2 separate regions of the Mus musculus genome follow, and region 2 is linked to region 1. A link is a contact called in public Hi-C data. All regions are on one chromosome and are shown on one strand. The core of a region is the stretch at or near the end of the contact, and the rest is flanking DNA. Distances in the headings are between cores, read along the strand shown. Region 1 holds the start of Dmac1 (distal membrane arm assembly complex 1). Region 2 has its middle 120 kb from the start of Dmac1.

Evidence for each region. Hi-C and Micro-C count contacts between places; a contact is called where the count stands out from the background.
Region 2: a contact with region 1 is called in a Hi-C map of pre-pro-B cells, with 2.1 times the contacts expected there. The contact joins the enhancer-like site here to the promoter of Dmac1 in region 1. A contact is called at or near these places in 3 of 39 promoter capture datasets (the C10 cell line and the HPC-7 cell line), 1 of 484 Hi-C or Micro-C datasets (pre-pro-B cells), 1 of 115 datasets of contacts at active chromatin or transcription factors (bone marrow-derived macrophages) and 1 of 9 other capture datasets (liver).

What each region holds. Positions count from the first base shown.
Region 1 is chr4:75,275,500-75,280,225 of GRCm38.p6, forward strand. It overlaps Dmac1 (distal membrane arm assembly complex 1), which reads right to left and starts at 2,793. Exons shown (of 2, transcript NM_025849.4): 1 at 2,482-2,793; 2 at 1,852-2,270. The coding sequence starts at 2,752. The coding sequence ends at 2,206.
Region 2 is chr4:75,391,910-75,396,725 of GRCm38.p6, forward strand. No RefSeq gene overlaps it. Among named protein-coding and RNA genes, the nearest start is that of Dmac1, 120 kb to the left of the region's middle. Within about 2 kb of position 2,877, at least 4 of the 459 cell types and tissues checked have an H3K27ac peak or open chromatin away from gene starts, as enhancers often do. A contact at or near this core is called in pre-pro-B cells, where this site is marked.

The sequences.
Region 1 (4,726 bases), core at 1,543-4,042:
ACAATGGAATCAAACAACATTGGAAAAGAGAAATATTTGATGTAAAAGACCATCAAATATAGTAAACTTCACTTCTATTTTGATAAACGGCTATAGTCACCCAGGTTTCAGTAACAACCACTCTAGGCAGTTAGCACTCAGCACTAGGACTGAAGACACTTCTCAGGAAAATAAAAAACAAAACCCCCAAATACATGTTGTGTTAAAGGTTGAGATGAATATAACCATTTTTATTAGTAACATTGTAGACTAGGGTATATATGTCAAATATACTCTAACTCAATTATGGTTTCTACTGTAGTGATAAAACATCATGACTACAGGCAGCCTGGGGAAAAAAGGGTTAATTTAGTTTTACAGCTTACAGTCTATTATCATGGAAGCCAATGTAGGAACTCAGGGCAGGAACCTGGAAGCAGGAACTGAAACTCTAACGTCAGAGAGTGTTGCTTACTGGGTTGCTGCCCTTAGCTTGCTCAGCTTTCTTTTTAATACTGTCCAGGACTACCGGTGAGGGGGTGGTACTATCCACAGTGGGCTGGGCCTTCCCACATAATCATTAATCAAGAAAATATCCCAGATTTGCCCATAAGCAATCTAAAAGGGGATTTTCTTTTTTAAATTGAAAACACTAGTGTCAGGTTGAGAAAAACCAAACAATAAATAAATAAATGGCACCATTACAGTCATTATAGACAATTTTCTGATATACTCAGAAACAAACAAAAAAACAAAATTCACTTCATTACTTTAAGATTTTTAAGATTCCTACCTATACTTATGCAAGTAGTCCTAATTAAACTCGGTGTATCATTAAAAAAAAAAAAAAGACAAGAGGGGAACTTATTGAAAGGAAGGGTTGCAGAGGTAGCTAAGCAGTTGAAAGAATAGCATGAGAGGTATGATCAAAATAATTCATATTCAATGTATAGAATTCAAGAATATTAAAGTAATAATTATTAAGTATTTTCTCTCTTGGTGATATAAATAAATGCAGATTTGGCACTCCTTCTTTGCAGATTCTTTAGTCTCCAAGACCAGGGCTGAGGATATTACAGTCAGGGCTAAGACACGAGGGTTTTATAGACCTCAGGAGATGGTGTGTTGGCCAGGAGCTGGGGCTGTGTCCATGTATGGAGGGTCAAAAGCTGGATATACTGGCGGGCACTTGAGTGGGCTGGCCATGTCAGAAAGGCAGGCTGCATCGGCTCCCAGATATGTAGAACTGGGTTTTGGGTGCTATTCTTTGTGAGTTTTCCCAGTGCATGCAGGGTTGGTAGAAGGAGGTAGATGGGGTTTCCCAGCTTGTATAGAGGTTCCAGCTGAACAATATTATCTGCTCAAAATAGTAGTCAAAACTTGTAAACTGGTACTGAACTTCATAGTCCTTTTCTGCTTTGAAGAACCACCTAAATAAACATGCTTGCAGAGAAGCCTCAGTATTAGTTGACAGTAAGCATACATTACTTTTATAACTTTTTAAAGCCCTTATAAACTCATCCTAAATATCTACGGAAAAAGCCATCAGCAGATTTTTCTTTTGGAATTTTTCTCAAATATTTTCATTTACATCTTTTATTACATACTGACATTTAATGTATAAAGGAACTCCTGGCTCTCTGAAACTAAGTCAGCTGTGAAAGACAGAACTAGGAAGAAAAATTTGCTCCATCACTGAACGGATGAGCCACTAAAGGACACCCAATGGCTAGGTCCAAGGCTTTCAGATGCAATAATATAATCAGGGGTGGACTTGAAGATAATTTGGAAAGTTTGAAAAACTCTCATGTACCTATTTAGGGTTAGGTTGCCAATAACTGTTGATATGTTTAGAAAAATTAAAAGAACTACTTATTATTTAAAAAATAGTTTATTTTGCTGTTGGTTTATCATTTATCCCATTTTAATATGTTCTCAAAAACGTTATCTTTCAGTATAAACTGAACAGCACATAACCTCCCTGGACAAGACAGAGAACCATGTTTGCTTCCAAGGGGTTTATTTGTCTCTTTATAATCTGAGAGGGGGTAAACCGTAAGCATCCATGGCCAAAGAATGACAGCTCATATCTTCACAATCTTCTCGGTATGTCCTTACAGTTAAGTACATCCTTGGCCGTGTGTGCAACGAATATCCACCAACCCAACGCTTGTTCTGTCTGCCCAGAAGCCAGTGATGATAGACAACAATGAACTGCTGGTATTTTCAAATAACTGGGTGGCTCTTCCCTTTGGGGTCTACCAGAACAACTACACCCCAACAGGCAATACCTGAAAAAAAGAACAAGAAAAAAAAGTGCCTTTTGTATATTACATTTTAGTTTACCCAGTGCTCTGCATAAAGCATTTTATTTAACCCTCTCATGGTTGAAGAAGAAAGGTCGATCATTCGGTAATCTTTCTTACAGGGCCGTGAGGGGAAAGGCGTCCCAGTAATCACCCACCCCACCCCACCCCTCACGCTGTCCCCGCTCCTGCTCACTGATGCCGATGACCATCTGCAGAACGGTGCCTGGGCCAGGTGGGATTCCTTGCTTCAGGGGCCGCCTGGCCACCAAATAGACGTAGGTGCCCGCCCCGAAGAGTGTAGAGCCCGACAGCACGCGACAACTCCAGCAGGTTTTTAACTCAGGGTCCCGGGCGGGGGAGGCCGGCACGGCGGATTTCGCGGGTGGGTTCGCGGGAACCGCTGTGGAAACAGTTGGGGGGGCAGGAGCGGAAAACTCGGTACTCCCCGAAAAAGAGGACCCCATGTCAGAAGAGTGCACAGCGAGCCGAGCCTTCACTTTGAAATGCTGTAAAATGCTGCCGGAAAGCAGCACGCTGACGTAAAAGCCGCCGCGCTTCTGGGAAATGTAGTTGCAGCAGGAGCCGGGCGGAACAGGGCGGAGCTGCAGCCGCCTCAGAGGCTTGTGTAATCCAGAAGTTCAAAAGTCAAGGCTGCCTCATCCCGGTGTGTTAGAAACTGTTTTATACTACTTTATGAAAGTATAGATTTCAGTCTTCTTAAAGAAAAACTGTGGATCTCTAAGCTTCCCGACTAACACAAACTAAGGTCCTGGCATGAAGTCTAATCAACAGAGATTATATTCTAAGTAATTGTATGTTCTTACCCAAGTGCTTACCTATTGCAATTCTGTGTATTCTGCCGTTTCTCAACATACTCGTTTCCTAGTACAAGATAGACCAGTAAAGGCTCAAAGTTTTCACATTGTACTTACTTTGAAAGAAATATACAGATATAATCAAGATATTAAAAATGTGTTTGAATTACCTGGATACTCTCTTTGTTTATTAAGGTTGTGCTCTCAATTGTGTCATATTTATGATTTTAATTCTCATAAAAAAAATTAGGTGCAAACTCAGGTTAATGACTTTTTTTTACACTTTTGCATTTTTATCCTGTCAGATGAGCTTTAAAGGGCCGAGGAGATGGTTCTGTGGTTAAAGTGCTTGCTCTGCGGGCAGGAAATGTAAGATAAGTTCAGATGCTCAGAACCCACAGAATGTTGAGTGGGTATGGCAGGGCATCTATAATTCTCAGTCAGAACAAGGAGATGAACTACAAGAGAAACAGTTTAGCTACATTAGCCACGATCTGAGTTCTGGATTCAGGTGGAGTGCTTGCCTTAACATATAACGTGAGAAGCATTCAAGAGAGACTCTAGACAGTAATCCCTGGTATCCAGAGGCAACTGGGACCATACACACATCTGTACCCACACATGCAAACACATATACATGCACAACACACACATGGAAAACAAAAGACTGCATCTTTCTGACTGTGTCTTTGCAAAACAACAGGTGTCACCAACTCCAGTCTCAGCTCGCTTTTCATTCTCTCTGCTTACAGTTGGCTATCTATTTCTTGTGCTTGCTGTTCTCAGGAGGATATTGGTAAAAACTAAATTCTTATGTAGCAGTTTCCTCTAAACTGACACCTTCTAACCTGAAGGGAGGCTCCTAAAGACCCAGGAATGAAAGGAAACATAGAAGGTTCAAAAAACAAATTCATCATTTCCTAAAAACAATATTCAACCCTAAGGTTATATACACAATAAAACTTGGGCAGAGGGGACTGTGACCTACAGAGTTGGCATCCAAATTGAGCAAAGTGCCCCAGAGATTCAGCTTTCATGAGTAACCCCCATACTGGGTCAGCCTTTCAGCAAAATAGTCACCCTTGGTTCAGGAAACAGCTCAGTAAATTTCCTGGTTCACTAAGCTAAGCTTAGAATTGTTTCAGTGCTAGTAGGTTGTCCACAAGTGCCCTGTCTGGGATTAGTAAATGTTTGTTCTTGTCTCCCAAGGAAAAGTCATATAAGAAAATGTTATTTTTGAGTTTAGGTGGTTTCTTTTATAGAAAACGGGTAAAAATGGAGCAACAATTTTCAAAAGATTTTCTCATTCTGATTAACATTTAAAATGTTTTTGTTGAAGAGGAATTTAATATTTAAATTTCTCAAATAAAATGTGATATTTGGAAAGGATAAAATGTAAAAATAAAGAAGTAGTTAAATAGGTCAAAACAAAATTAAAGGAAACTGGAATAATATGTGTGTGTGTGTGTGTGTGTGTGTGTGTGTGTGTGTGTGCATGTGTATAGAGGATAGAAATAAATTATGCATGCTTTCTGTGGATACCTATATATCTATACATATATTTAATCAAATGCCTCCATGTGTTACATCATAGAAAAAGATATGTTAGGAAAGTTTTAATTT
Region 2 (4,816 bases), core at 1,627-4,126, 120 kb after region 1:
TTAACAGGGAACTAGAGTATAGGAAGGCTGAGAATAAGGAAACAGAGGACGGTAGAGTTGGTAGTGTACTTGCTTACTATGCATTAAACGTTTATTTTGATCGCTCGCACTATATGACTGGCCATGTTGGTGAAAAACTCTAATCCCAACTCTCAAGAAGCAGAAGCAGGAGAAACAGAAGCTATCATTCTCAACTATAGCCAGTTCAAGGTGAGCCCTGAGATACATGAGGTCCTGTCTCAAAAACTAATAAAATAAAAATGATAGATAGTGGCAATAGTTTAGTGAATAAAGGTACTTATTCCCCAGCCTGTCAACCTGAGTTTGATTCTCTGAGAATTGTGTTGCTGGAGGAAAAGATGGACTCCTCCAAATTTTCCTCAGGCTTACACACACACACACACACACACACACACACACACACACACACACACACACACACACAGAGAGAGAGAGAGAGAGAGAGAGAGAGAGAGAGACACTAAACCAACAAATAACCGAATCAGTAAGAAAATCCAAAGCATTTTAAATGAAAAAACAACAAAAGAGGTAATATAATATGAAAGAGACCTTTCCAGGTATATGGAGGAACCGAAAGAAGGATCTCCTGTCTGGTTTCAGACTGTGACATGAAGCTTATACTAATATATGATTTCTGTGAAACAAATCATGTGTACTGTGTTCTATACAAGACATACTCCATCATGAAAGAAGTTTAAAACTGCAGAATCATGTCAGCAATCTTCAGACTTAGTGACTGCTTGAGGTTTTTACCCTGAGACAGGTAACTGGTAGCCTCTTCTTTGTTCTAGAAGAGTAGGCATTTTTAATAAGAATGATGCTATATATGCATATATGTGAATGCTGTGTCCCCAGGTAGTGGAACAGTTTGGGAAAACTTAGGAGGAGTGGCCTTATTGGATTGGGTGTGGCCTTCTTGAAGGTGTGTCACTTGGGGTTAGTCTTTATGTTTTAAGAGCCCATACCAGGTCTCTCTCTCTCTCTCTCTCCCTCTCTCTCCCTCTCTCTCTCTCTCTCTCTCTCTCTCTCTCTCTCTCTCTCTCTCTCTCTCTCTCTCTCTCTCCTTCTCCCTGAAAATCAGAATGTAATGGTCTCAGCTACTGCCCATTTCTGATTGCTTTCTGCCATGATTATCATGAACTAACCATCTGAAACTATAAGCAGGGCCCCATTTGAAAAGTCTCCTTTATAAGAATTGCCTTGGTCATGGTATCTTTTCACAGCAATAGAAGAGTGACTAAGACAGATGTAACCTTTTCTTTGTTTTTGTTTGGATGTACTATGTCCATGAACTAATTGTAAACTATAGCAGTGGTTACACATGTATAAAAGCTATTATTTTATGTGAAAAATAAAGTAAGTAAAACTAAATAATCAGATAGGTGGAGAAGATACGAGAATTTGCATTGACTCCATGTAAATAAGTTATTGTCCCAAGTGGATTTGGCTGCATTAGGACCAGCCTATCAGGAAAAGTAGCAACCACACTGGAGAACATAAAGAATGAAGGATTAATGTAAATATTGGACATAGATTAAAATATAGTGAGTTTGAAGAGTAAATGGAACTTACAAAGGAAACGTGAAAAAGATAATGTTCAAAATAGAATTGGAGTGTAAGAAAAAATGTAAATTCAACATCATGCAAATTTTAGTATTCTACAGTAGTGTTACTGAAGCTAACAGCATAGCGTATTAAGATTTAAAAAAGAAAAAAAAAAAAAAGCAGGCCCCAAAGGAGCCTAAGGAGAAACAGAGACAGAAACCAGGAACAAGCCACAATAACAGAAAAAAAAAATTACAGAATAAGGGCTCAACAATGCCAAACGTAGACTTCAGGTGGGTATATACCTATAACCACTGCCATAGTTCACAATTAGTTCATGGACATAGGGCATCAAAAGAAAAACAAAGAAAAGATTAGTTCTGTCTTATTCACTGTTCTATGGCTCAGGCTATGCAGTCCTGAGAGAGCCAGTGCAGTGTCAGGAAAGGTAACTGGATGAAGATCTGCAGTGATGGAGGTGGGAGGAGGGAGAACCTTCCCATGCAGCCCTGCTGAGATGAGAATGGGGAAGACCCAAGGTGAGGGCCATATTCAGATGTTTAATTGTCAAGACTTAAAGACTAAAAGGGACGCAGTACCTGAAGCATGAGATCACAGACACACAATTGTTCCAGAGAAAAGCAAAGACCTTGCATAGACAGCTGAAAGGAAACAGAACACAGATACAAAAGTGTCCATGGAATTGGAAATGCACAAAACTGAAAAAAATCAGATATTTACCATGATTTTGTTCAAAAGAAAAAAAAAACCTGAAAGCTTCATCTTAAGAAGGTAGGTGGGGTAGAAATTGATGTGATTGATGGCAGTGGCTCACAACAGAAGGACTCAGAAAATGAAGCCTGTCAACAGGCTAACTCCAGTTTGAGATGCTGAATATATAAGACATCAGTGATCACTAGTATGTGAAGTTTCACTAGCTGATCTGACACACAGAAAGGGAAGTGAAAATAACAATTGAAAGTACAGGGAAGAAATACATCCACGACACAGCTCCTGCATTCATTCCTCTTGCTGTATACTTGAGAGTGGCATTACAAAAAGGTCCCCAAAATGTCTGCCTGTTCCTTCCACTTAGAAAACTCCCTGAGTTTTCCGAGGTTTTGCTAGCCTAAACTTTTCAGTTTAATATAAAATGAAGTGTAAATGATTTGTTCTAATAGTCAAAAGAATCCTTTCTAAACATACAGGTCTCAAACTATTATATAAATAACAATGGTATTTGAGCATCCAATCAGTCATTTCCTTCCAGCAACACCCAGAAATGCAAATGCAGAATACTAAGCACACACATATGCATACAAGTGCATATAGCTGACACACAGCAGACCTTTCATTGGAGAACTAAATACAATTCATGCTGGGTAGTTTTCAAAATTGTTTTTGTATTATTGAAAGGAAAGCAGATTCACTTCCTCTGAATTCAGAGGAATGGAAATTAGTATTGGAAATAAGCAATTAAAATCCCTAAGATGATTACATTAAAGATAAAATACAATAAGTTAAAAATACCATCTGGGGGAAAGGAATCTGATATTGAGCCAGAAAGAAAATGCCCAAGAAGGTCCAGGATTCAAGGACTTTTTTTTTTTAACCTTTTCACTCTCTGCAAGATGCAGGGTTTCTATGTATATAGTGTTAAAAGCTTCCACTGTTCTGCAGCCCCAAGTGCAGGAACATATGGGCTGCAATCTCTCACAACAGGACAAGATGGGAACTACCTGCCAATTCTTCCTTGGCATTCCCCTGGATTAAGGATTTTTATGTCTTGCCCTTACTGGTGTAATTCATTAAGTTAGTTACAGCAGCTTTTAAATATTTTATATTCTTTCCCTGCTCCATTCTCATATGTGATAGATGATTTTTCTAGTTTGGACCCAAAGATCACCATTGTAATCCATTTGAGTCTCAAACCCATATTATGGAAAATCTAATCAGCTAATGGTTTAGGCAATAAATTATACTTTTGTCTGGCTGGCCTTGCTCTTGCCTTTAATTCAGAAATGCAACAGTGCAGTTTTTTTTTCTCCCATTACTGTTCTTTCATAATAGATTTTTCCTGTGCTATAGCCCAGAATCTGAATTTCTCCTTAGAGTTTTAAATTTATCTTTTGCAGGTAGCTACTGCAGTATTTTTATATTTAGATGATTTTATAAAATGTCAACTTCTGTGACATAATTTGCTTTTACCTTAACTCTATTGGTATTTGGGGCAGAGATTTCTAGATTTTCTCTAGAGCACTATACTGTGCATTTTACAAAGCTTATAAATATACCTCTTTTCTATCCAGTACATATCAGTAGCCAAATTCCACATGCCATAACTTTAGTTTGAAGAAAAAAAATGTATCTCCAGACATTGTCAAATATCTTGATACTATAAAACCATTACTGATCACAAATCAAGCACTAATTGGGGGGTGGAAATATATCACCACATCCTATAAGGATATTTCAGTGAAGGAGAGAAAAGGAGAGAAGGGCAGAAAAGGAGAGGACCAACTTAAAGACTTTGAGAAACTACAACCTGAAGTTTACTAAAGTACCACTAGCAGGAATAAGAAGAAGGAAGGTATGATTGAGAATACTAAAACACAATATCCCCTGTGAGGACTTTTCTTAGTTCTGTCACAGTTGACTCATTAGTAAAAACAGACTGTCACTTATCTCTGCTCTCACTATGATGTCTTATACATTACTATACTATTACTCTTATATTTCAGTTATCTTTCACCTTACCACCTATTTTTGTCCAACTGATAACCATCTTTGCCCTGAACTACTATAATATCTCGACCTCTCCCTTGGATTCCATCCTGGCACATCTTCAATTCAGTCTTTACACTATAATCAGAATGTTTTCCAATCAAACCCAATCAGAATTTTCTGGTGATAGTTTCCCTTTCTGTGTCCTACTGTTCTAAATGTAAAAATAAAACGTAATATTACCAACAAGCCTTAACATCATACCTTCCTCCAGCTCTGTGCTTTAGCATGGTACAAGTCACTCACTATATTTTCCTTTTGATTAAGAATAGACTTTTTCCAAACAATGTATTCTAATTACAATTTTCCTTCTACTAACTTCTCCAAGATCTTCCCCAACTCCAAACCCACCCATATCCACAACAAGCTTGCTCTCATTCATTAGAAATCAGACACCTAGAAAAAACAAAAACAAAAAAAACCAAGCAAGCTATAATAAGACAAAGCAAGCCAACAGAAATAAAAG